Regions from separate parts of the Mus musculus genome. Here regions 2, 3, 4, 5, 6 and 7 are each linked to region 1. Evidence: chromatin contacts called from public Hi-C, HiChIP or PLAC-seq and promoter capture Hi-C data. All regions are on one chromosome and are shown on one strand. Each heading gives the region's core, a stretch centred on a gene start, on an enhancer-like site or on the middle of the called end of the contact. The rest is flanking DNA. Distances are from core to core; before and after follow the strand shown. Region 1 holds the start of Znrf3 (zinc and ring finger 3). Region 2 holds the start of Ap1b1 (adaptor protein complex AP-1, beta 1 subunit). Region 3 holds the start of Myl7 (myosin, light polypeptide 7, regulatory). Region 4 holds the start of Polm (polymerase (DNA directed), mu). Region 5 holds the start of Gas2l1 (growth arrest-specific 2 like 1). Region 6 holds the start of Pgam2 (phosphoglycerate mutase 2). Region 7 holds the start of Emid1 (EMI domain containing 1).

Evidence for each region. Promoter capture Hi-C pulls out the DNA fragments that hold promoters and counts their contacts. Hi-C and Micro-C count contacts between places; a contact is called where the count stands out from the background. HiChIP or PLAC-seq counts read pairs in DNA pulled down with a chosen protein or histone mark. Capture Hi-C pulls out chosen DNA fragments and counts their contacts.
Region 2: a promoter capture Hi-C map of adipose tissue shows a contact between it and region 1, with 2.0 times the contacts expected there. The contact joins the promoter of Ap1b1 here to the promoter of Znrf3 in region 1. A contact is called at or near these places in 2 of 39 promoter capture datasets (the C10 cell line and pre-B cells), 1 of 484 Hi-C or Micro-C datasets (LSK cells), 3 of 115 datasets of contacts at active chromatin or transcription factors (effector CD8 T cells, memory CD8 T cells and microglia) and 1 of 9 other capture datasets (adipose tissue).
Region 3: a contact with region 1 is called in an H3K4me3 HiChIP or PLAC-seq map of embryonic stem cells, with 3 times the contacts expected there. The contact joins the promoter of Myl7 here to the promoter of Znrf3 in region 1. A contact is called at or near these places in 1 of 39 promoter capture datasets (pre-B cells) and 2 of 115 datasets of contacts at active chromatin or transcription factors (embryonic limb bud and embryonic stem cells).
Region 4: a contact with region 1 is called in a FOXA1 HiChIP or PLAC-seq map of pancreatic cancer cells. The contact joins the promoter of Polm here to the promoter of Znrf3 in region 1. A contact is called at or near these places in 1 of 39 promoter capture datasets (cranial neural crest) and 3 of 115 datasets of contacts at active chromatin or transcription factors (effector CD8 T cells, memory CD8 T cells and pancreatic cancer cells).
Region 5: a contact with region 1 is called in a Hi-C map of nephron progenitors, with 3 times the contacts expected there. The contact joins the promoter of Gas2l1 here to the promoter of Znrf3 in region 1. A contact is called at or near these places in 2 of 39 promoter capture datasets (the 3T3-L1 cell line and neural stem cells), 2 of 484 Hi-C or Micro-C datasets (muscle stem cells and nephron progenitors), 6 of 115 datasets of contacts at active chromatin or transcription factors (the 230-238 cell line, effector CD8 T cells, large pre-B cells and 2 more) and 2 of 9 other capture datasets (adipose tissue and liver).
Region 6: an HNF4G HiChIP or PLAC-seq map of pancreatic cancer cells shows a contact between it and region 1. The contact joins the promoter of Pgam2 here to the promoter of Znrf3 in region 1. A contact is called at or near these places in 6 of 39 promoter capture datasets (the C10 cell line, the HPC-7 cell line, the SN4741 cell line and 3 more) and 1 of 115 datasets of contacts at active chromatin or transcription factors (pancreatic cancer cells).
Region 7: a promoter capture Hi-C map of embryonic stem cells shows a contact between it and region 1. The contact joins the promoter of Emid1 here to the promoter of Znrf3 in region 1. A contact is called at or near these places in 20 of 39 promoter capture datasets (the 3T3-L1 cell line, 3T3-L1-derived adipocytes, the C10 cell line and 15 more), 1 of 15 datasets of contacts at CTCF or cohesin (large pre-B cells), 5 of 484 Hi-C or Micro-C datasets (bone marrow-derived macrophages and embryonic stem cells), 13 of 115 datasets of contacts at active chromatin or transcription factors (double positive thymocytes, effector CD8 T cells, embryonic hindbrain and 7 more) and 3 of 9 other capture datasets (adipose tissue, embryonic stem cells and liver).

What each region holds. Positions count from the first base shown.
Region 1 is chr11:5,443,168-5,446,276 of GRCm38.p6, forward strand. Znrf3 (zinc and ring finger 3) reads right to left here and starts at 1,680. Exons shown (of 9, transcript NM_001080924.2): 1 at 1,221-1,680. The coding sequence starts at 1,511.
Region 2 is chr11:4,985,190-4,988,298 of GRCm38.p6, forward strand. Ap1b1 (adaptor protein complex AP-1, beta 1 subunit) reads left to right here and starts at 1,635. Exons shown (of 21, transcript NM_007454.3): 1 at 1,635-1,862.
Region 3 is chr11:5,897,322-5,900,430 of GRCm38.p6, forward strand. It overlaps Myl7 (myosin, light polypeptide 7, regulatory), which reads right to left and starts at 1,461. Exons shown (of 7, transcript NM_022879.2): 1 at 1,440-1,461; 2 at 1,105-1,218; 3 at 839-914; 4 at 511-615; 5 at 1-77. The coding sequence starts at 1,442.
Region 4 is chr11:5,836,583-5,839,691 of GRCm38.p6, forward strand. It overlaps Polm (polymerase (DNA directed), mu), which reads right to left and starts at 1,434. Exons shown (of 11, transcript NM_017401.2): 1 at 979-1,434. The coding sequence starts at 1,169.
Region 5 is chr11:5,063,924-5,067,032 of GRCm38.p6, forward strand. Gas2l1 (growth arrest-specific 2 like 1) reads right to left here and starts at 1,404. Exons shown (of 7, transcript NM_144560.3): 1 at 1,292-1,404; 2 at 914-1,171; 3 at 1-555. The coding sequence starts at 535.
Region 6 is chr11:5,802,260-5,805,368 of GRCm38.p6, forward strand. It overlaps Pgam2 (phosphoglycerate mutase 2), which reads right to left and starts at 1,537. Exons shown (of 3, transcript NM_018870.3): 1 at 1,016-1,537; 2 at 740-920. The coding sequence starts at 1,429.
Region 7 is chr11:5,150,592-5,153,700 of GRCm38.p6, forward strand. Emid1 (EMI domain containing 1) reads right to left here and starts at 1,639. Exons shown (of 15, transcript NM_080595.3): 1 at 1,531-1,639. The coding sequence starts at 1,631.

The sequences.
Region 1 (3,109 bases), core at 430-2,929:
TGGTCAAACATGTATTTCGCTTTCTATAGATAAGAATAAGAGCACCACAAAACAATGCTTTCTAATCACAGCCATAGGGTCCTCCTCCAGCTTTGGAAAGACACACACCTTTAAGGAGCTACACCGTATTGGCCCGTGTCCCATCAACTCAAAGCTCTGCGTGCAGCTTCACCCTCCTGTCTACACTCGGAGCTGCTCTGAAGTCATCCCACACAGTCCCTTTTCTCTTCATAATTCACCCAAGAGCAAAGCACCGGAGATCCAAACTATAGGCCTCTAAAGTTCCAAAAGATTCAAAGACGAGCCAACCGTATCAGATCACTCCTACCAGAGGTGCGCCTAACAACCATAAGTGCGCTGCCCTGGAACATGGTAGTGGATAAAAACCATCGTCGAGGGAGCGGGAAATCTATGCAGCTATCCATCCGCTGAGGCTTCGACTGAGAGTCCCTCCTCAAAGACTGGGGACAGCTCAAAGCTCTCCCTAGCCAGCCTCCTTTGGGACGCAGCCCTCTTTCATTTGGAGCAAGGTGGAGGCCCTGTCAGTGAGAGACCCTGGCTCGGGTTTGCAGGCCTCTTCGGTATTAGTCCTTGACCCAGGGGCGAGCCTGCGGTCTTTCTCATCCCCTGTAATCTGAGGCACGGCCACGACAGTGCTCTGCCAATTCCCACTCCTCAGCCAGCTCCGCCTGCTCCCTTCCTGCTGCTGCCCGTCCAGAGCCCTGCCAGAGGGTTGGTGTCTAGGTAAGGCTGCCAGTAGATTTCAGCAAAAATAACCTGAAGATGTGCACCCCGGCAACTGGGTCGCTCCGAAAACGGAGCAAACGTGGATGGAAAAGCAAAGCCTGCGACCTCTAAGAAGTCGCTCCATCCTTCAACTTGTCTCGCCTTTGCAAAGTTGGCATTCAACAGGTAGTTCCCGGGACTTTCACCTGAGGGAGAAAAACGTCCCGCCAACTCAAGAGTGCCGCCCAGGCGCCCATGCCCAGCTCAGCGTCCCCACCCCCACCCCGGCGCGGTGCACCCACCGGAGGCCGAGCCCCCACGTGCGCTCGCCTCAGCCGCCGTGCCCCGGAGGCCCCGTCCCGCCCGCCTGGGAGGGATGCCGCCGGGCTCCGCGCCTCCCCCCCGCCCGCCCGCCCGCTAGCCCGCGGCGGGGTCGGCGGGCGCAGCCCCCGGAGCCATCTTGTGGCGGCGGAGCGCGGGGCCCGGGTGGCTACCTGCACGATCTCGCCCTCGGCGCTGAGCATGGCCCCGGCCCGCGAGAAGCGGCCCGTGAGGCCGGTGGTGTGGGTGGTATAGTCGCCGCTCGGGCTCGACTCGAACAGCACCACCTCCACGAACGCCGTCTCCTTGGCCCGCGCCGCGCCGGGCCCCGCGGCCGCCAGCAGCAGCCCGAGAAGCAGCGGCAGCGGCGGCGGCGGCGGCAGGCGACGACCGCGGGGGCCGCGGCGGAGGCGGCGGCGGCGGCGGCCCGGGGCCCCTGGGCGCCCGCCCGAGCGTGGCCTCATGGTCCTGCGGCGGGAGGGCGCGGAGGGCGGGCGCGGCCGGGCATAGTCGCGGGCCGGCGGAGGACCGAGCGCGGGCGGTCGCCTCACAGCACCATCGCGGCGGCGGCGGCTTTGTGGGTCGCAGGCTCTGCTCCGCTCCCCCGGCCGTCGCGCCGCGGCCCTTTCATCTGCTCCACGTGAGGGGTTATCCCCGCCCCCGCAGCGTCGTGACCCGCTCTCCCCTCCCTCCCCGCGCTCGGCCGCGGCCACCTCCGAGGGGAGCGGGTAGGCGGGGCGGGCGCGCCTGCGGCGAGAGGCGGGGCCCAGAGGCCTCGCCCGCCCCGCCCAATCGACTGAGTCCCGCCCCGACTCCGTTCTTAGCCACGCCCCTCCACCCTTGCTCCGCCCAGGTAGTCTTTTTCGGTCACGCCCCTTCCTCTTAGCCACGCCCCCTGGTCTGTACTCCGCCCTCCGCGGCAGACATTTCTCTTGGCAGTTGCTGGAGTACGGGGAGAGTAAGATCCTCAACCTGTTCCCGGGCGGTTTCGCCCCCTCGGCGCACCCTGCTTTGGTGCCGCAATTAGAGTCATTGGGGCGTCAAAGGCCTCGTCCTTCCGTCCAAGGATGCTTCATCCGCAGCTCCGGCACTGCTGGCCACCCGCACTCGGTGCTCGCGCCCTACCACCTCCAGGGACCGCGAAAGGCCCCGGGCGGTCAGTGGCAGTTTGCAACCCGCCGGGACACGTCCAGTTCTTACGTGGGTGTCACATAGACAGTTACCCTCAACTAAAGGAGTGAGGACAGGTGGCGGAGAACTTGAAGAAGTTATCTAGATTCTAATGGAGTTCATCTTTCCGCAGCCCTGGAGACCGTCTCCAACACTCCCTTCAAATCTCACCATGTGCAGAAGGGCGGAAGAGTCAACACGCTTAATGCACAGACTTCTGGTTGCCAAACATACCAAAGACACGTGCTCCGAACCCAGACGTCCCCAGTCACCCAGAAGATAAACTTTTAATTCTCTTCCCCTTTTTGGAACAGGATTTTTCCTTTCTCAGCAAATCTATGAGACTCACAATCCTCCTTTAAAAGCCACATTCAATTTCTACTTCCTCAGTCGTCTTCCCTCCCTGACCTGAATGGCTTTGTTTAAATATTTGCAAATATTTGGTTAGGGTGATCTGCTTCTACTTGCTACCACACCCAAAATATTAAGACAAAAAGAAAAGTCATTGAGTGTTTCCTTGAGTAATCAGCGCATCGAGGTTACAGTTTAAACTGAAAAGGAATGTTTTGCCAATGTGTTGAATAGAAAATACAATTGAAAAGAAATTCACAGAACTGTGTTACTGTGTTTGGACCACCCAAAGCTTTGGCACAGAAGGTAACTGACAAAGCTAGAGTCATTAGTTTCCCCCAAGCCAAGCTTAATCAGTACTGACTGCTCGGGAGCACTGTCATTTCCAAGGATTGTGACTTTACCCACTAAGGCACAGTCCAGTCTTTTTTTTTGTTTTGTTTTGTTTTTTTTTTGTTTGTTTGTCTTTTCGAGACAGGGTTTCTCTGTGTAGCCCTGGCTGTCCTAGATCTCACTTTGTAGACCAGGCTGGCCTCTAACT
Region 2 (3,109 bases), core at 385-2,884, 460 kb before region 1:
GGGAATTTTCTATGCAGACCAGGATGGCTTTGAGCACACAGAAATCTACTTGACTCTGCTTCCCAAGTACTGGAATTACTGGCATGCACCACCAAGCCTAACCTTTGCCCTGGATGTCCTGAAATTCTGTCTGTAAACCAGGCTGGTCTCAAACTTTGGAATCCATCTGGGATTAAAGGTGTATGCCATCACTACTTGGCAAGATTTATTTATTTTATTTTATGTTCATATGTGCATGTACCTGTGCTTGCATGGTCAGAAGAGGGTTTTAGATCCTCTTGGACTATAGTCACAGATGCCATGAGCTGCCATGTGGGTGCTGTGAGCTGCCATGTGGGTTCTGGGAATGAACCCCTGTTATCTGGAAGAGCAGCCAGTGTTTTTAACTGCTGAACCATCTCTTCACCCCAGCATCTGGAATTCTATTTTGTCTATTTTATCAATTTGCCATAACTATTTTATCAATTTGTCATAATTATATTATGACAAAACTTTAAAGAATGTAAAAACAGCTGGGTGTGGTTGTGCACACCTTTAAACCCAACACTGTGAGACAGAGGCAGGCAGACTTCTGCTTGGTTTTTCAGTTTCCAGGTCAGCCAAGGTGACAGCGATTCAGTTGTTAGAGTGCTTGCATAGGATGTAAAAGCTCTGAGTTAGATCCCAGCACTACATAGACCAGGCATGATAGTACATCACTGTGAGCTCAACAATGGGGCTGGCTTGGGTTACACAGCAAGAGCTTGTCTCAAATCAATAACACACAAATAATAAAATAAAAAGGCAGACATATTACATCTAGGAGGATAACCAAGTGTTAAAAAACGATTTTCTCAGGAGCCTACGTGTTTTGGTTTTGCCTTTTTTCCTTACTAATATATTTCTTTTTTTTTTAAAAAGAATTATTTATTTTGTGTGTATGAGTACAACACTGTCGCTGTCTTCAGACACACTAGAAGAAGGCATGGGATCCCATTACAGATGGTTGTAAGCCACAGTGTGGTTGCTGGGAACTGAACTCAGGTCCTCTGGAAGACCAGCCAGTGTTCTTAATCACTGAGCCATCTCTCCAGCCCCCACTAATATATTTCTTTTTTTCTGCAATGCAGATATTATTGGTTTAATAAAAATGCTAGAATAGAAGTTTTATAATGTTTTAAAGGGGATGAACACAAGTTATCTATTAGAAAGAGAAAATTAATAGGACCAAAGTCAGGAATGAAATGGCTGTATCAGTTGAGGTCTCACTGTGAAGTATCCCTTGGATAAGAAGTCTTGGACGTAGCTTATGTTTTCCTTTTAGAACAATGAATTTTCCAAGGGCAGCAGAAAAAGTCTCGTTTTAGCCTAGCAGACAGGCGCAGTCCAGCAGCTGATCAGATTTGTAGCTCCGACTTTCCCTTTTCCTAAGACAACGTTGGCCTCAGTCTTCCCATCTGTAACTCAGAAAGAGATGAACTTTAAAGTCTTCCAAGACCCTTTCGATTCCATGGTGTTTGAGAGGGAGCCTGGCCAGGGATTCTGAGCAAGGGTATCCCAGCCTGAACTTAGCCGCTTGGCCCGCCCAGGCCCTCAATTCTCATAAAAGCCGGCTCTGCTAAGGCCCCGCCCTTCCCACACAGGCCCCGCCCAACAGGTCCCCAGCCCCTCCCGCCAGGTTGCACCCTCGACCCCGCCCCCGGGGTGTGCGTCCACCGGAAGTTCCGCGCACGGGCCTCTTACTTCCGCTCGGCAGGTGACAGCCGTGGAGCTTGGAGCCGCCGGCTGCTGCGACGCACCGGAGGAGAGGGAGGCGGAGGCTGCGGACATTTTGCTGCTGAAGCGAGCCGAGCCGCGGCACCCGGAGCCGTTTGGATTTGTGGGTGAGGAAAAAGGCAGCCCGGCGAGATAGGAAAACAAACAAACCCGAAGGGGTCCGAGGAGTGGGGGGGGTCTGCGAGGTCAGAGGTCACGGAGAGGACGCTGCGCTGGAGGGTTGCGAGCCGCGAGAGGGCGAAGGTGAAAGGCCTGCGTGCTCATTCATTCCCGACGGCTTGGCGGCCCGGCGTCAAGCCGTCCGTCATTTCAGGTCCGCAGTCCGGTTCGGAGAGACTCCTGCACTTAGGCCTCCCCTGCGCCCTGCTTGTCCCTTCCCACTCCTCGGCCAACCTCAGGCCTCCTCGTTCAGGGCCTTATCTCTTAGCCGCCGCCCCCCCAAAACGGGGCAAACATCTAGAAATGGCCTTCTGCCACCCGCCCCTCGTCCTTTGGATCCTCAGGGACACGTTGACAGAATGGGAGCACTTGTCTTAGTTCTAACACCACAAGAATGTCTTGTCACTGGTTCTCCAGCCCTTCCTGACTTCGAACCTCTGTGCTAAGCACTTTGTGTACTGAGCTCACAGCTGCCTCTGTAAGGTAGCTACTGTTGCTTTCCCCCTCTCACTCGCGAGGACACCGAGGCACGGGAGGTTAAATGACACACGGAAGGTCATTCGAGTAGTAGAGGCAAAATCAGGCTTCCTATGTAGGTCTCCAGAGACCTTCAAAGCTCGGGGAGAAAGGCACCTGGAGCTGGCTTGGGGTCTAGAAGTGACTTGATATATTGTCGCCAATATATTGTGTGAGTTGGTGTCAGGATGCAGCCTTCTCACCTGTCGTCTGATCCGATGTTTAGGAGGAGCTGTTGATACACTTTCAACTTAGGAGGCTGTTCGGCCAGGTTGTTTTTGTCAGTGTTTTGGCTCTCAGGTCTTCCTGCCTATTGGGCTATTCTTGGAATTGATATCCAGACAACCCCTTCATCCCGTTTGCACTTTATTCGTTTTGCAGTAAAGAGGGGAACAACGGGGCCCCTTGGGGGATCTTTTGGTCCTAGGTTCTAGGGGAACAGGCCCACAGGATGGCCTTTGGCCTGTCATGGTGCCTGGGATGACTGGTCTGCGTGGGAGATGGGAAGGCGACTTGGTACCTGGGGTGTGAGCCTCTTTTCCTTTAGAGACATTTTGTTGCTCCTTCCTTATACCTTAGTTTCCCTGACAGCAACACAAGAGAGACTTACTATCTTCCTACTTCCTCTTGAGTGCAAGGAACTGAAATGAGCCTGTGAAAGTTTCCTTGCTCTTTTGGA
Region 3 (3,109 bases), core at 211-2,710, 450 kb after region 1:
TTCCTTGTTCACCACCCCCTGGCCGCTGGGGTCGAACATGCGGAAGGCACTCAGGATGGCTTCCTCGGGGTCCGTCCCTGGAGGGGGGGGCGGGGCGAGGCAGCCAAGTGAACTCTCAGATCCCCTGCCGCGAGGCCCCACCCAGGATGAACTTGGAGTACAAGGGAGCTTCTTTGTACTGGGGCCTGAAGGGCTCCGGCTATACCGAGTGAATAAAGGTGGGGTGGGGTAGATTGGAGGGTGCAGAAGAGACTTGAGTCGGAATTCAGAGTGTTTCTTGGGCATCAAAGGGGTTGGCAGGCCCGGCTGGGAAGTCAAAACTGTGATTAGGAAGTGGATATTTCCTGAACCCAAGCCAGTTCAGGCGCTCCACATCCTCTGCGTTGGCCCTGGGCAGGCAGGGTGCACAGGTTTCAGGGGAGTTAGGTTGAGCCTCACGTGGGGCTCCCGGGTCAGGTGAGGTCGGGTTTGCGCTGTGGCTAAGGAGACTCAGACCTCCTGCCAACTCACCATTGAGCTTCTCCCCGAAGAGTGTGAGGAAGACGGTGAAGTTGATGGGACCCTTCCCTTCCTGCAGCATGGCGTCCAGCTCTTCCTCCGGAACACTTACCCTCCCTAGGAGAGTAGGTCTTGAGGTGACCCAGGCCGCCCTCCCGGGCTTCCCAGGCAGTGAGGGCAGAGGCAGGGGCAGCTCTAGCTGTGTGGCAGGTGGGGGAGGGGGATTCCTGCCTGAATGAGGCTAAGTAGGAGAGAAAGGGCGGGGCACTGTCCTCTCTCGGAGCAAGTGCCTGAGGTGAACAAGCCGGGTCCCTGGGAGGTTGCTCCTGGACCCACTCACCGAGCTGGGAATAGGTCTCCTTCAGGTCTGATTTGCAGATGATCCCATCCCTGTTCTGGTCAATGCAGCTGAAGGCCTGTGAGGAGATGGCCTGCAGGTGGGAGCTGCTCACCCCATCTCTTCCAGGGATGGCGGGTAAGGGAGAGTCTCGGGTAGTATGAGCGAGGTTGGAGGCAGGAGCACTGACCCTCAGAGGAGAGCCGTGTGCATGGGGTATGAAGTGGCTCCCCGGATCGGGGAGAGGCTGTTTGGGATAGGCTACTCACTTCCTTGAATTCCTGAATCTGGGCTTGTTCGAACATTGAGAAGACATTAGAAGAGCCACGTTGTGCCTGCTTGGTGGCTGCAGCCTTGCCTCGGGTCCCAGCCTTCCTACTGGCCTGTAATACTGATGATCAGAGGGGTCCTCTCTCCAGTTCTCCAAAGACCTCCTCCCTACCTCATGTAGTCTCGTGGGAGTGCCAGGGAGAGGTGCCTTTCCCCACCCGAGATCACTTCCCTGAGCCCAGCACAGGCACACAAGTCCCTGGCTCTGTCCCAGGGCAGCTCAGAGACTAGCACCTGGGTGTGGCTGGTCTCTTGTTCCCCACCCAGCACTCACCATGATCTGTGGCGGTCTGACTGAGTGATCGTGCCACCCAGCTCTTTATGTCTCAGCCTTATCACCCAGAGGCCCAAATAAGGAGAGGAATGGATGATTGGGCTAAACTTGGAAGCCCCCGCTGGTGGAGAAAGACAGGGCTCCACATAGATCCTATTCACACTCCTGGTAACCTTCAGGCCCCCAAGTGTAACATCCTAGGATCCACCCATCCATCTCTTGTGACCAGGCTCCATGTCTTCCCTGGTCAGAGACGCTCCAAACGTGTGCTAGTCCAGGTCATGGTGGTGTGATTCCCTGTGATGCCTGCATCTGACCGTCCTCTCACCTGACTAGTGCTGTCTATACTCTGGGCTTGGGAAGCAGTACATGATTCTGAGAATGGTCTCTGGCCTGAATCCCCTGGGTCAGATAAAACCCCTGAGTTCTGGCCTGCTGGCCATCTGACAATGGACAGACAGCAGTTCTAACCAGGCTGTGAGCCCCACAGGACCATTGGCTTGATTTGGGGGTAACTCAGGATTGGAGTGACCGAATGCTGCTCTCCCTACATTCAGACATGCGCTCTTCACTCGGCCTGTCCTGCTGAGACGCGCGTACCCACCCTATACGGAATCTTGTGTTTCTTAAGCTCCATCTCAACTCTACCCTCCTCCTCCAAATTCTCTCTGACGTTCCCAACTGAGAGCTGTAGCCTTCTCCTGGGCACCCAGCTTGCTCCACATCTGGAATCCAGAAACCCTGGCACGTGGCAGGCCTACATGATGCTGTTTCACAGGAAAAGTTTTGGGTTCTTATGAAACTGGCCCACAAAGACCATCTCATGTTTCTGAATTTGGGACCAAGGGGCTTTGGTTGCAAGCAGCAGCCGTCAACTTTTGAGGACCTTAGTGTGGCAGAGGAGTCAGAGAAGCTGGACAGCTTAGGGGAGATCATGAGTAGGTCTCTGACTAGGTTCAGTGTTCATCCTCACCCCAATGTGGCTATGCAAGGTGAGTTAGGATATGGGCACTATCTCCTGTTAGGACTCAAGTCCCACTCCATCCTCTTTTATTTTGAGATAGGGTCGGCTATGTAGCCAAGGCTAGCCTGGAACTCACGATGTTTCCCAGGCTGGTGCTGGGATTACAAGTCTGTACCACACACAACTCCAAGGCCTCCTTTTGTATGAATATTTTATAACACCCTCCTAACTACCTGAAAACAAAGTTCAATCATTCAAGTTGGATGTATAAAGAGAGACAAAACAAAACAAACAAACAAACCAGCACAATGCCTCAGATCCCAGTATGTACGAAAAGATGAAAGACTGAAAATCTGTTCCAATGTGTGAGTGTGCCAATATGAGTGTTGTACTCTGTTAATGCAAATGCTCGTGTTGGTTCAAGAAAGTGAAGCCGATAGAAGCAATTCTACACGAGAATTACCAGAAAACAGCAAGATTTCAAGAAAAATGTGACTTTCCCACAGAACCACCAATTTGGGATTTTTTTTCTGAAGCAGAGAACAGAGTAAGCCTTTGACTCCCTGGGTTCCCAGTGAGAGATAAATGTGCATTAAACGCATACAAGTCCGTTCACCTGAAGGCATATTCATGCTGCATAGAAAAGCATTAGGTAGATTCCATCTACCAGAGCCTCTGGAGGGACCTTAGAAACTGTTTAATAGCT
Region 4 (3,109 bases), core at 184-2,683, 390 kb after region 1:
TGCCTTAGTGGCCAGGGCCAGGTGTTTCTGATCTCAATGCTAATTGCTGTTTAGAGACTTGCTTTGTAGGCCAGGCTAGCCTGGAACTCTAGTACCCTTGTACCAGGACTACAGGTTGGCATACCATTCTGCTAAGATTTTAAGACACAAGAATTTTGCCCTATTTATTCAAACCCCAGTAGGCAGACTCTTGTTGTATGTACTTGGAAAGCATCGTATTTATATTTCCTTTACACTGGGAAAATCCAATGCAGGCCACCTTGTCAGGCTGTGGTAAGAATGTAGAGCCACACGAAATCCAAATTGTTATCTCTACTCTTTTAAGTGTAGTCTTGAGCCGGGCGTGGTGGCGCACGTCTTTAATCCCAGCACTTGGAAGGCAGAGGCAGGCAAATTTCTGAGTTCGAGGCCAGCCTGGTCTACAGAGTGAGTTCCAGGACAGCCAGGGCTACACAGAGAAACCCTGTCTCGAAAAAAAACAAAACAAACAAACAAAAAGAATGTTTCATTTGTGGAGGGAGGAGTTAGTTGCAAACAAACTAGCCAGCTACACGGGCACAGGCTCCTTTAGTCTCCTCAATCTCAGTTACTCCACTGCCCTGGGCATTTTCTCTACTGGAGCTAGTTGGTGACGTCTGCAAACTCAGGACATCTTTGACCGCTGGCTCATTGGAGGGAATGCAGCTAGCAAATATTTCTCACTAACCATTCTTTCTTTTATAGCTCTTTAAGAAGCCTCTGACTCGATGGCATCCTTTCAAAAAGAGGAACTCCGGGTTGGAGACCGTACCGCAACCGCGAAGTACCGAGGCTGGCTTGGAACCCAAAGCCGCAGGTGCTGCTTGCTGTCACAGCTGCGCGCCAGCTCCCGCCCTGGGCCACAGTAAGTCCCTACCCTGGGGTGACGGGCACAATTACACCAGCTCCCGGAGGGGGATGGCATCCCACCACCATCGGGGCCTCCCGGGAGCCGCACACCTGTAAGCATCTAGGACGCGGAAGCCTTTGGACCGCGCCAGGCGGGTGAGGAAGGCCCGGCGGCTGCGGCCCATTCGCGGCTCCGCAAGGTAGATGGCCACATCCGGGAAGCGCACCACCGAGGGCGGCGTGGAAGAGGCTACCGCGCTGTGTGGGGACCCAGCTCGCACTCGCCGTCGCTTCGGAAGCATCTGGGCACCAACTCTGGAAGCACAGGAAGCCGCAGAACGAAGGAAGGCAGGGTCATGAAAGAAGGCGGAAGGAGGAGAGAGGAAGTGGTGTCTGCTCTATGCAAACGAGACGCCCTCTAGGATGCTTTTGGCTTCCCATCGGAAGCCCCAGTTCTATGCAAATAACGCCCGAGGATTCTTATTTGAACTACTCTCATAGAAAGCCCCAGTGGTTTCCCAGACCTTAGAGTAGCCTGGGCCCGTAGGCGGGGCTTCGCCTCGTACTGGGCGGGCACTTTTCTCCTCTCGGGGGCGGAGTCTCGGCCTCTCTTCCTCGCCCCCGAGGGCGGGGTCTCAGGTTATCCTGGCCATATGAGAAGTCCTGGATAACCCTCCACTGCCTCTGCTGGTGACAGAGCGCCCACGCCACTTCCCCTGGGTATGCAGAGGGGAACGGAGTTTGAGTAGTATACATGTGAGCTGGTGGAGGGTGAAAACGTTTTCCAATGTAACGAACAGCATTGGGACAGCTGGCGTTCCATTTGGAAAGTTAAGTCTGCAACCCTATAGGTTGGAACAATAATATGAACTAACCAGTACTCCCAGATCTCATGTCTCTAGCTGCATATGTAGCGGAAGATGGCTTAGTCGGCCATCATTGGGAAGAGAGGCCCCTTGGTCTTGCAAACTTTATATGCCTCAGTACAGGGGAACACCAGGGCCAAGAAGTGGGAGTGAGTGGGTAGGGGAACAGGGCGGGGGAGGGTATAGGGGACTTTCGGGATAGCATTTGAAATGTAAAGTAAGAAAACACCTAATAAAAAATTGGGGAAAAAAAAAAAAAGACTAGATCCCAGTGGAAGTGAACAGAAATGGTTTCTATGTGCCCTTTTTCCCCGATTGAAGAAAAATAATTCCAGTGGCTCTTCATCTGGAACAGCATTATTTATGGATTTTATAGATTAAACTTATTAAAATTCCTTTATAGTTACATTAGGAAGGATTTTGAGTCCTGATTGATACCCTTTGTTCAGTTATTTCACTGGATCTTTTGTCAGAAATGTTCCTATGCCCCATTATGCCATAGTCAAAAAAAAAAAAAAAAAATTGGCCCCCTTACAAACTGCTTAACATTAAGCAGATCTCAGACGGATCAGCAATCATTTAAATCCGAAAAAGAAACCAAAGCTATATTAGTGACACTCGATTTTTTTTAATTTTTAAAAATATTTATTAGATGTATTTATTTTTATTTTCTGTGTCTTCGTGTTTTACTTGCATGTGTAGCTGTACCCCACGTACATGTTTGGTGCCGTCGAGTGAGAATGTTTCAGATCCTTGGAACTTGAGTTAAGAACATTTGTGAGCCGCTGCCCCTGTGAATGCTGGGAATCTAACTCAGGTCCTCAGCAGGAACAAGTGCTCTTAACCAATAAGTCATCTCTCTAGCCCCTTAAAAAAATTTTTTTTTAATTATGTGCTTAATTGTTTTGCCTGAATGCATGCATGTACACCACGTGTATGCCTGGTGCGGGCAGAGATCTTGAACTGCAGTTAAAGATGGCTGGGAACTGAACCTGGGCTCTCTGCAAGAGCAGCAAGTGCTCTTAACTCCCAAGCTATCTCTCCAGCCCCATTGGAAGATTTTTGTGATCTAAGGAGCACAACCAACTGGAGGAAAAGAATGGCAAGTGGAACCACATGTAACTTTAAATCCTGGCCTGGCAGGGTGGCATAGCTGCACTGTCAGCACTCCAACCTGAGAAAGGAGGGACTCCATTTGAAAGTAGTTTGAGCTGGCTGTGGGTTGTGAGTACTGAGTGTCCTATATGTGTCTGTGTGCCTAAGAGAGTCCCAGAGCAGGCTAAAGGGCAGGTCTGTAATCCTCCTGTGCAAGGTGGAGAAAGGAAGGGATCTCTCCTGGAGCGCTGAGAGACCTGTTTGTGACTATCCTGGCACTG
Region 5 (3,109 bases), core at 154-2,653, 380 kb before region 1:
CAGGGACGCTGGAAACCTGAGGGGTAGCTCGAAGCTCCCGCTCGATCTCCTGCTCGAACTGTACCAGCCTCGGGGCAAGCAGGCCAAGGCGCGCCCCACGCCGGGCGACCTCCAGCAGGCAGAGCACCACACTCTTCTCGTTCTTGCGTAGCACCAGGTCCTCTGTCTCAAACATGAGCACTTCAGGCACGCCCAGCTCAGCCCGGCACCAGCCGATGAAAGAGGCCACGTTGTCTCGGGCCATGAAGGAGCCAGGCGCCACACTGTGTGCCTGGAAGGCCACACCTCGGGTTGGACGGGCAGCAGCCAGAGCCCGGGCAGCCTCGGTGACAGCGTTGGCATGTTGGCACAGGGTTGTGCCTGTGGCCAGCCCCGTGAGGAAGCCATCGCCACTGCCGGGGAGACCTAGACTGTACAAAGCATTGAGCCAATCGGCCAGGTCTTCCTTCATGGCTTCCACATAGGCCTCACTGGATCGGAAGGGTCGCACACTCTTGGCGGCAGAGCCTGCGATGCCCGCCACTGGGTTCGCCATGCCCAGAGCCAGTGGAGTCACTGTGGGGACATAGGTCAGGATTGCTGTGAAGACTCGAAAGGGTTCAGAATGGTCCACCTCTACCAGCCCGCCACTCAGGGGAGACGCTAAGTTTAAGAGCAAGCTGTGAACAAGCAAACGTAGCACCACATTGTTCTCACGGTGCCATGACCTGCTTTAAGGGACTCAGTAACATTTACACCATTGTAGTGTTTATGTTTGCTGTCTGGCTGGTCGGGAGAGGGTGGCTGGGGACAAGTTGGCACCCACGAGGAAGAAATGCCATTTAAAAACATGAAGACATGTGGGTAGGGAGGGACAGGAGAGGAGCCTCGCCCAGAACCACGGAGAGACTGTTTCCATTGCTCAGCCCATAACCTGCACGAAGTCCCGCCTTTCCCTTCTCCTCTCCGCTAAGGGCCGCGCCACAGGCTGAGCGGCGACCGCGTCTCCATTCTACAGATGAGGAAACTGAGGCGCAGTAAGGGCAGGCATTCGCCGAAGGTCGCAGAGCAGTGGGTGGAGGAATCGGGTCACCCAGGCAGGCCGGATTCCTGCTGCGAAAAGCCGCCCGAGCTGGTGCCTGAAAGGCCGGGACTCCGAACGGCCCCCGCGAGCCTCCGCAGTGCTCGAGGCCTGGTCCAGAGAGGGTGAGTGCCCAGTCAGGGTCACACAGCCCTGGGAAGCAGAGAGCCCGCACCGCCCGGCCCACCTCCAGGCACTCTGGCTAGGGCTCCTGGGGGTCCCCGCGCTCACCTGGCTCACCCCGCCGCCCCGGGGAGCATCGCCCCGGCGGGGCCGGAGCCGGGCCGCGCCGCCGCACACAGGCGTCGCCCGAGATCGCTGCTTCCAGGCGTCCGCTCTGCCCCGCCCCCCTGGAATTTGGATCCGGCCAGGAAGGGGCGGAGCTGCGCTCTTAAAGGGGCCGTGCCTTTCTCGGGCCTTAGGCCCTAAGGCATCACCCCCACCTCACCCCCCCTTTAACTCCGGGTCTGGGTCTTCCTAGGCGGGGTTCAGATCCTTTCAGCTGTCCTTCCCCCGTGACAGTGGCCTCCCCGGAAGCGATAGGGGCCGGGGACTGCAGAGTCACCTCCGTCCCGGGTGGACCTCTGCAAGTCAGATAACTGGGTGCTCTTCCTGCAGGACGGCCCAGGGATAGCTTAAGGTACAAGGACGATGAGGCTCAGGGATCGGAAGGTGGCTGCGGGTTAGGTTAAAAGAGGGGGTGTGGCAGGGGCAACTACACGCCTTAGGAGGAACCTGGAAGATCTAGGGAATCCTGCCCCCTACTGTCGCCCGAGAGAGGAGTGAGATGCTGGAGAGAGACTGGAAATCTTGTGGGGGTGTGTGGACTTAATTTTAACTCAGATCAAGGAAGGAGGCGACGGAGGAAGCTGAGAGTCATCTAGAGGGAAAGTTTTTCACACTGAGGAAGCCTATCTCAAAAAAAGGAAAGGAAGGAAGAAGGAAAGAAAAATGGGTAGGTTTGCAAGGCTGAAGTGGTGAAACATTAGGGCCTTGTGGACCATGCTTTTCAAAGGTCATGGAAGAGAGGTTTATTTGTTTGTTTTTTTTTAAAGATTTATTTATTATATGTAAGTTCACTGTAGCTGTCCTCAGATACTCCAGAAGAGGGCATCAGATTTTGTTACGGATGGTTGTGAGCCACCATGTGGTTGCTGGGATTTGAACTCCGGATCTTCGGAAGAGCAGTTGGTGCTCTTAACCACTGAGCCATCTCCCCAGCCCCCGGTTTATTTGTTAATTATTATTAAATTATTATTGTTGGAGTTTGTTGTGGTTTTGAGGCAGGATCTCACTATGTAGACCAGGCTGGCCTGGAACTCCCTATATAGACCAGGCTGGCCTCAAAAGTCATAGAGATCTGCCTGTCTCTGCCGCCTGAGTGCTGGGATTAAAGGAATGTTCCACCATGTCATTACTTTTACAGAGTTCTGCTATGTAGCCTGAGCTGGCTTTGAACTCATGGTGTGCTCTCTCTGTTGGGATCCCAGGCCTCTCTCTAAGGAGGAATTTAGGAGAGGCTGACGTAGCAGCCATAAGGGCTCCTGTAACTGCTGTTGTTGCAGCGTCAGGGTCAGGGTCAGGGAAGCCTCTGAGGGAGGCAAGTGGTTTAGGTTGAATGGGGAGAGGGGATGCTGGATCTTGACTGCCTGTTGAAAACTGATGATGTATGTTAGTGAGGTGAGTGTGTGAGTATAGATGAGGGAGAAATCCCAGGTTTGGGGGTGAACATTGTGGACACGGAGTTGTTAAACAAAAAAAAAAAAAAAAATAACACCTAGCAGGGAGTGAAGTCCTGAAGAATTGGCTATGGAGACTGAATTCTAAGTGAAGGAATTGAGAAATGACTTGTCCTGGAACAAGCAGTAATGAACCGTCATACCCAGCAATCATCTTCAAAATAATCTGATACACCGATACTTTTTATTACATCTGTTTAGTGAGTGTGTGTCTGTGTCAAGGTATGTAGGCAAGGCAAACTTTTGGGAGTTTGTTCTGCCTTTCACCATGTGGGATCCTGGGTATTGTGGCATGGTGGCAGGTTCCCTT
Region 6 (3,109 bases), core at 287-2,786, 360 kb after region 1:
GGGGCAGGGGCAGAACCCTCGGGTTGCCGCTAGGCGCTGGAGACGTGGATCACACCCCAACCCCTTCTTAGGATCCCACCGAGTCTAAAGGTCACCCAGAATCTAATATAGACGTCCGGTGTCTACGACCCAGTTGGGACCATAATTGGTAACCTCCCTACACTGCTATGCCCCCCTTCCAGGCCTGTCTACTAGCCCTTGCTCTTCAGTTAGGAGCACCACCACAGGCCTAAGATTTTAAGTAGCTCCATATTTCTGCACTCTGCTGCCTTTTTTTAGCCTATAGAAGACTGAGAGGTGGGGGAACACATGGTTCAGGTCTGTGTGGGTGGATGGACTATGTATTGTACCTGAGGCAAAGGGGCCTCAGAGTCAAGGCACTTTGTACATAGACTTGAGAGAAAAAGAGGAAATGCAGGCAGCACCAGGAGAGAGAGCAAGAGTTTTATAACAGCTCAAGTGGCTTGATTCAGCAGGAAGCCAATACTTGGCGTTGATGGCCAGAGCTCTGACCTCTTTCCCCAGTGGGTGCCAGAAGCCTGCTCTACCTATGATCAGCTCCTGTGGGGTGCCTCAGCTATGCTGTCTGTGCTGACTACATAACTGGAAATGGGACAACACAAAGTATTACAAAACTCCTGCCTCCATCAACTTCTGAAACCCTGACATCTGTAAAATAGCTGAAACCAATGAACCGCAGTGGTTTCTGTCTCACATCTTTCCTGAGAGTAGGCCTCACCTTCCAGATGTTTCACAATGCCCCGAAGGCTGTTCCCATGGGCTGCAATAAGCACTCTCTGGCCAGCCTTAATCTTAGGTGCGATCTCCTCATTCCAGAAGGGCAAAGCCCGGGCAATGGTGTCCTTGAGACTTTCACAGGTAGGCAGCTCCTCAGGCTTCAAGCCTGCATAGCGGCGGTCCTGGGGACAAGGGCACAGGAACATTTCGCTTTTGTTTACTGGGTAGCCCTCCCCCCTGGGCTCCCAACCTTCCAGCTTCCCGGCATCTGGCCCACCTTGCTGATGGAGGTGTAGTAGTTGTGTTTCTCATCCATGGGTGGTGGTGGGGTGTCAAAGGAACGCCTCCAGATCTTCACCTGCTCCTCCCCGTGCTTTGCAGCCGTCTCAGCCTTATTGAGGCCTGTGAGGCCACCATAGTGCCGCTCATTGAGGCGCCAGGTACGCACCACGGGCACCCACATTTGGTCCGTAACATCCAGGATGGTCCAAAGGGTGCGGATTGCCCGCTTCAGCACCGACGTGTAGCAGATGTCAAACTCTATCTTGGCATCTTTGATAGCGGTGGCCCCCCGCTTGGCCTCCTCTGCTCCCTTCTCACTCAGCTCTGCATCAAACCAGCCACAGAAACGGTTCTCTTGGTTCCATAAGCTCTCACCGTGGCGAACCATTACTAGGCGGTGGGTGGTCATGGTGGCGGGGGACACAGGAACTCTAGGTGGCAGCTGCTTGCTTGGCCCTTTAGGCTTTATAACAGTTTTCCCAGCCCCCACCCCAGCCCTAACTGCCAATCAGCATTCCAGGAGATACAGGCAGAGGCAGGCAACCAGTAGCAGAACTGGGGGTGGGGTGTAGTCCAAGGAGCTGAACTTAAAAATAGTCTCACAAAATCATCAGCTCAGATGACAAGCCCCATAACCAGCTGGCACCTGGTAACAAGCCGCATGGGGCTGCAGAACTGGACCAGGGTGAAGGGCAGGAGTCAACCTGGGGGTGTTCTCCATGTGGAGACACTCTTGACATCAGCAGCTTTCAATCACAATTGGCCCTCTCCTGATCGGGTAGAAACAACTATTCCAGGCCCTTTTCTGATATATACATATGTTTAAAGACAGAGTTGAATTGTGTGACTCAAGCTGCAATCTCTCTTCAGTCTCTTAATACAATTAAGAACAAGCGCATCTCAGGAAGAAGTCTAGCCTAGTGTCAAGGTCAAGGGTATGTATAAGATATCCATACAAAGAGGTCAGTGTGTAAGTAAATAAGTAGGCGTGTCTGCAACAGTGATTGTTCTCTGCCCAGGTGCCTGTCCCAGCGTACATGCATTGTCTGTGTTGCTGTGTTGGTGAGACGGAGTGAGCACACACGTTTTACCAGGCAGATACCCCCACCCCACTAAGTATGGAGGATGAGGAGCAGTTGCTTTGAGAGGTGCACAGGATGAGACAGCTCCCCAGATGATACTCAGGTGAGCTAGAAGAACACTGAGGGCAGAGCTGGGAGCCCTACAGGAAGGGTACACTGGGTTGAGGTACCAGTAAAAAACAGAACACCCTAAGGGACTGGAGAGATGGCTCCTCAAGAGCACTTCCAAAGGACCCAGATACAATCTCCAGTACCCACATTGGGCAGCTCACCACTACCTGCAACTATAGCTCCAGGGGCATCCAACAGGTCTGGTCTCAGTGTATACCTGCACTAATGTGCACATTTCCTACCCACAATTAAAAATAAACTTAAAGACATTTTAGAACCTGGTTGTGCACACCTTTAATCCTACCCCCTGCCCAAGTGCTGGGATTAAAGACATGCACCACTGTCACCCCTCTGATGTTGTTTTTTTTTTTTTTTTTTTTTTTTGGCGGGGGGGAGGGGTCAAAACAGGGTTTCTCTGTATAGCACTGGCTGTCCTGGAACTCACTTTGTAGACCAGGCTGGCCTCGAACTCAGAAATCTGCCTGCCTCTGCCTCCCGAGTGCTGGGATTAAAAGCGTGCCCCACCACTGCCCAGCCCCCTGTGTTGTTTTAAAGACAGGCTCTCACTATGCAGCTTTAGCTGGCCTGGTACTTGCTATGTAGACCAGGCTGACCTGGTACAGAGGTCTATAAGGATCTGCATTACAACACCTGGCTGGTGTGGCTAATAAACTCTGGTTAAAAATACAGGGCCAAGGCAGGCAGGGGTGGCACACACCTTTAATCCAAGCACTTGGGAGGCAGAGGCAGGCGGATTTCTGAGTTCGAGGCCAGCCTGGTCTACAGAGTGAGTTCCAGGACAGTCAGGGCAACACAGAGAAATCCCATCTCGGAAAAAAAAAAATGCAGGAGCCAGAGCAAGGTGTGGTGGTTGAGAGCCTGTACTGCTCTTGCAA
Region 7 (3,109 bases), core at 389-2,888, 290 kb before region 1:
GGAAGCCGGGGACACGGAGTACAACTCGGAAGTGGTGGCCTTGGGCCAGCTGGAGGGAAGTGTCTCACCCATCACCCCAAGTCTGACCCCAGGAAGCCCTAGATCCTCACCCCTCTTATGTGGGGCTTACTCTATGAAGTGGGACAGATAATTCCCCACTCTCAGACTTTGTTTCTTTCTCTATAAAACAGACAGCAGAGAGAAGCAAGCCTAGATAGCAGCTGGGAAGGTTCTAGAAGCAATGGATGCAGGAAAAGTGCCAGCCCACACCAGCTGTGGTTGGCACACTGTAGGGGTGCTGTGGCATCTGCCACATCTGCCACTCGGCTGTTCCCATCTCAGACAGCTAACTGCCTGACCTCTGCTGCCTCAGCCACTTCTACCCCTGAGCCTGCTCTACCCGGTCACCTGCTTTTGCTAGCTCCCAGGGGGGGTTGCTGGCCTCTGACCACAAGAAAGGGAAACTTCTAAAAAGAAAGAAGTGAGGCCACAGGGGGGTGGGGCCCTCACGGGCCTTTGAATGGGCTGAAAGGCCTAAGAGGCCTGGTTAGTCCACATTGTCTGTCCTGGAGACAGGGGCAGGGGCTACAGGCAGAGCAGGGGCCAGGGCAGGTTCAAACTCTGCCATCGAGTCCAGAAAGGGAGAGCTGAATCCCAGCTCTTCCATGAATACCCACCACGAGCACATTAGTCTCAGTTTGCCCCTCTATTGAGTGGGGACAAGTTTCCCTACATCCTCCAGTCTTGAAGGCACTGTCTAGAAAAAGCCCCACAGGACCCGATCCTGGGAAACACTCCACAAAGGCCGGCAGAGAGTCATAGGCTTTTGGGAGGTCCAACCAAATGCCAGGTCCCAGGGGGCCTCTGACACTGACCCACTGTGCAGTCTCCACCCCAGTCCTTCCTCCGAGTGAAATAAATAGCTGGGACATAAAAAAAGAAAAAAGAAAAAAAAAAAGAAAGAAAGAAAGAAGAAAAAGACAGTAGCAGGGGAAAAGAGAGGGGATTCCTGAAGGGCTGGCTAAGGGGTGATCCTGGCATTTTACATGTACATGAAGGGAAGGGGGGCTTGGGCGAGACCCACAGAAGTCCTGGGAAGCTCTGTTGCATTGCCATGGGTCCACCTTCTGGGGCCTCCGGGATCTCAGTAGGGGAGGCCGTCTGTTCTTTCACACAGAAGTAGGTGAGCCGGCTATCCTGAGCACAGCGTGCCAAACCCCTGCTCCCACTGCTTATGGTATAGAGATGAGCGATGGAGCCCCTGCAACAGTCTCGGACTGCCTCCGATGTCCCGGGATTGCAAGGAGCTGGGGTCGGGTCTCTGTCCCAGTCCTAGGGTTGCATGGAGCTGGGGTCGGGTCTCTGTCCCAGACCCTGAAGTTGCACAGAGCTGCGATCGGGTCTCTGCCCCAGTCGCGGGATTGTACGGAGCTGGGGTCGGGTCCCTGTCCCAGTCTCGGGGTTGCACGGAGCTGGGGTCTGCTTCCCTCACCCCAGTGCTGGGATTGCACAGAGCTAGGGGAGACTTACCTGCGACCCGAGAACCGGGCGCCCGGGACGCTCCACGCGGCGCCGCCTCCCGGGAGCAGGAGCCCGAGGCAGAGCAGCGTCCAGGCCCGCGGGCCGCCCATGCTGTCGTCCCCACCGCAGCCGCGGGCGCGCAGAGCCGGTTCCGGGCGGAGCAGGGCGGGGGCGCTCGGCTTCGCCCGCCCCTCGCCCCCCGCCCCCCGCCAACCCGGAAGCCGTCCGCGCCCCCGCCAGGACGCCCTCCAGGTGCCCACCTGAGCCGCAGACTGGGAAACTGAGGCCCTGGCCGCACCCGCCCCCTCGTCCCCGCAACGCTGCCAGGACCTGAACCCACCACTCCAGAGCGATCGCCTCTGGACGCACATCTTTGACATCTTTGCGGAACTGGGTTCCCGAAACACACAGGATCTTCCCATCGACCTAACACAGGCTTCCTGCGCGAGCTGTGCCATTGTCCCAGGCATCTCACCCCATACATCCTGCCCTGACTAAAGCTTTCATCACTCCGTGTTGGGCTGGCTAGGTCGCCCATGTTACGGAGGAGAAACCCGAGGCTCAGGTGCTCCCGCGTCCCCTAAGTGCAGTGACCCTTATACCTGTTTTACAGGGAGACACTAAGGCCCAGAGCACTCTGGCAGAGTAACCCCAGACCCACAATCCCCTCATCTCAGTGTTGGGGTCTAAGCACAAGTGTAGACAGCATTTTGGCATAGGCCTCAATTTCCCATTCCCTAAGGTAAGGACTGGCTGAGAGCAGAGGGCCTGGGTGGGACTCAGGCACATTCCACGCGGCATAGCAGGTGCGAGGAGTTTGCCTGTGCTGACATGATAGACTATTTGTGTGCATGGATAATGTTGTATGCATGCACGGCGCTGTAAACATGTATGTGCTGAATCTGTGTGTACACGATGTGTTTGTGAGCATGGGCAGTATTTGCTTATGTACGCCATATTTGAATGAACAATGTATGTGTTTGTGTGGTGGGCATGTGTATGCATGTATGTCTGTGTACACGTGAGATGCCTGTATGCATGCATATCATGTTTGTGTACACGTGTGCATGTGTGTGTATATGAACATGTGTGTATATGAACATATATGTACATATATGTACACACATATATGTACATATATGTACACACATATATGTACATATATGTACACACATATATGTACATATGTGTGTATATGAAGTATGATTTTCTTTCTTTCTTTCTCTTTCTTTCTTTCTTTCTTTCTTTCTTTCTTTCTTTCTTTCTTTTAGATGAGCTCTCTATATGTCCTGGCTTGGTCTGGAACAAATACACACACACACACACACACACACACACACACACACACACACATATATAATATGGCTAGCTTTCATTTCACAGAGGTCTGTCTGCCTCTGCCTCCTGCATGCTGGGTTCGATACTGTGCCCAGCTCTACACAAGAGCAGAGTCGTCACCAAGGGAGGTCACAGAAGACGTCTACTGCACGCCCCAGCAGTGAGCAGCCTAGGTCAGGGAATCTTTGCCCAGCTCAGCTGTGCAAGGGGCCATGCTCCTGTGGTTGCTTGCCCATCTCTGTGTGGAAAC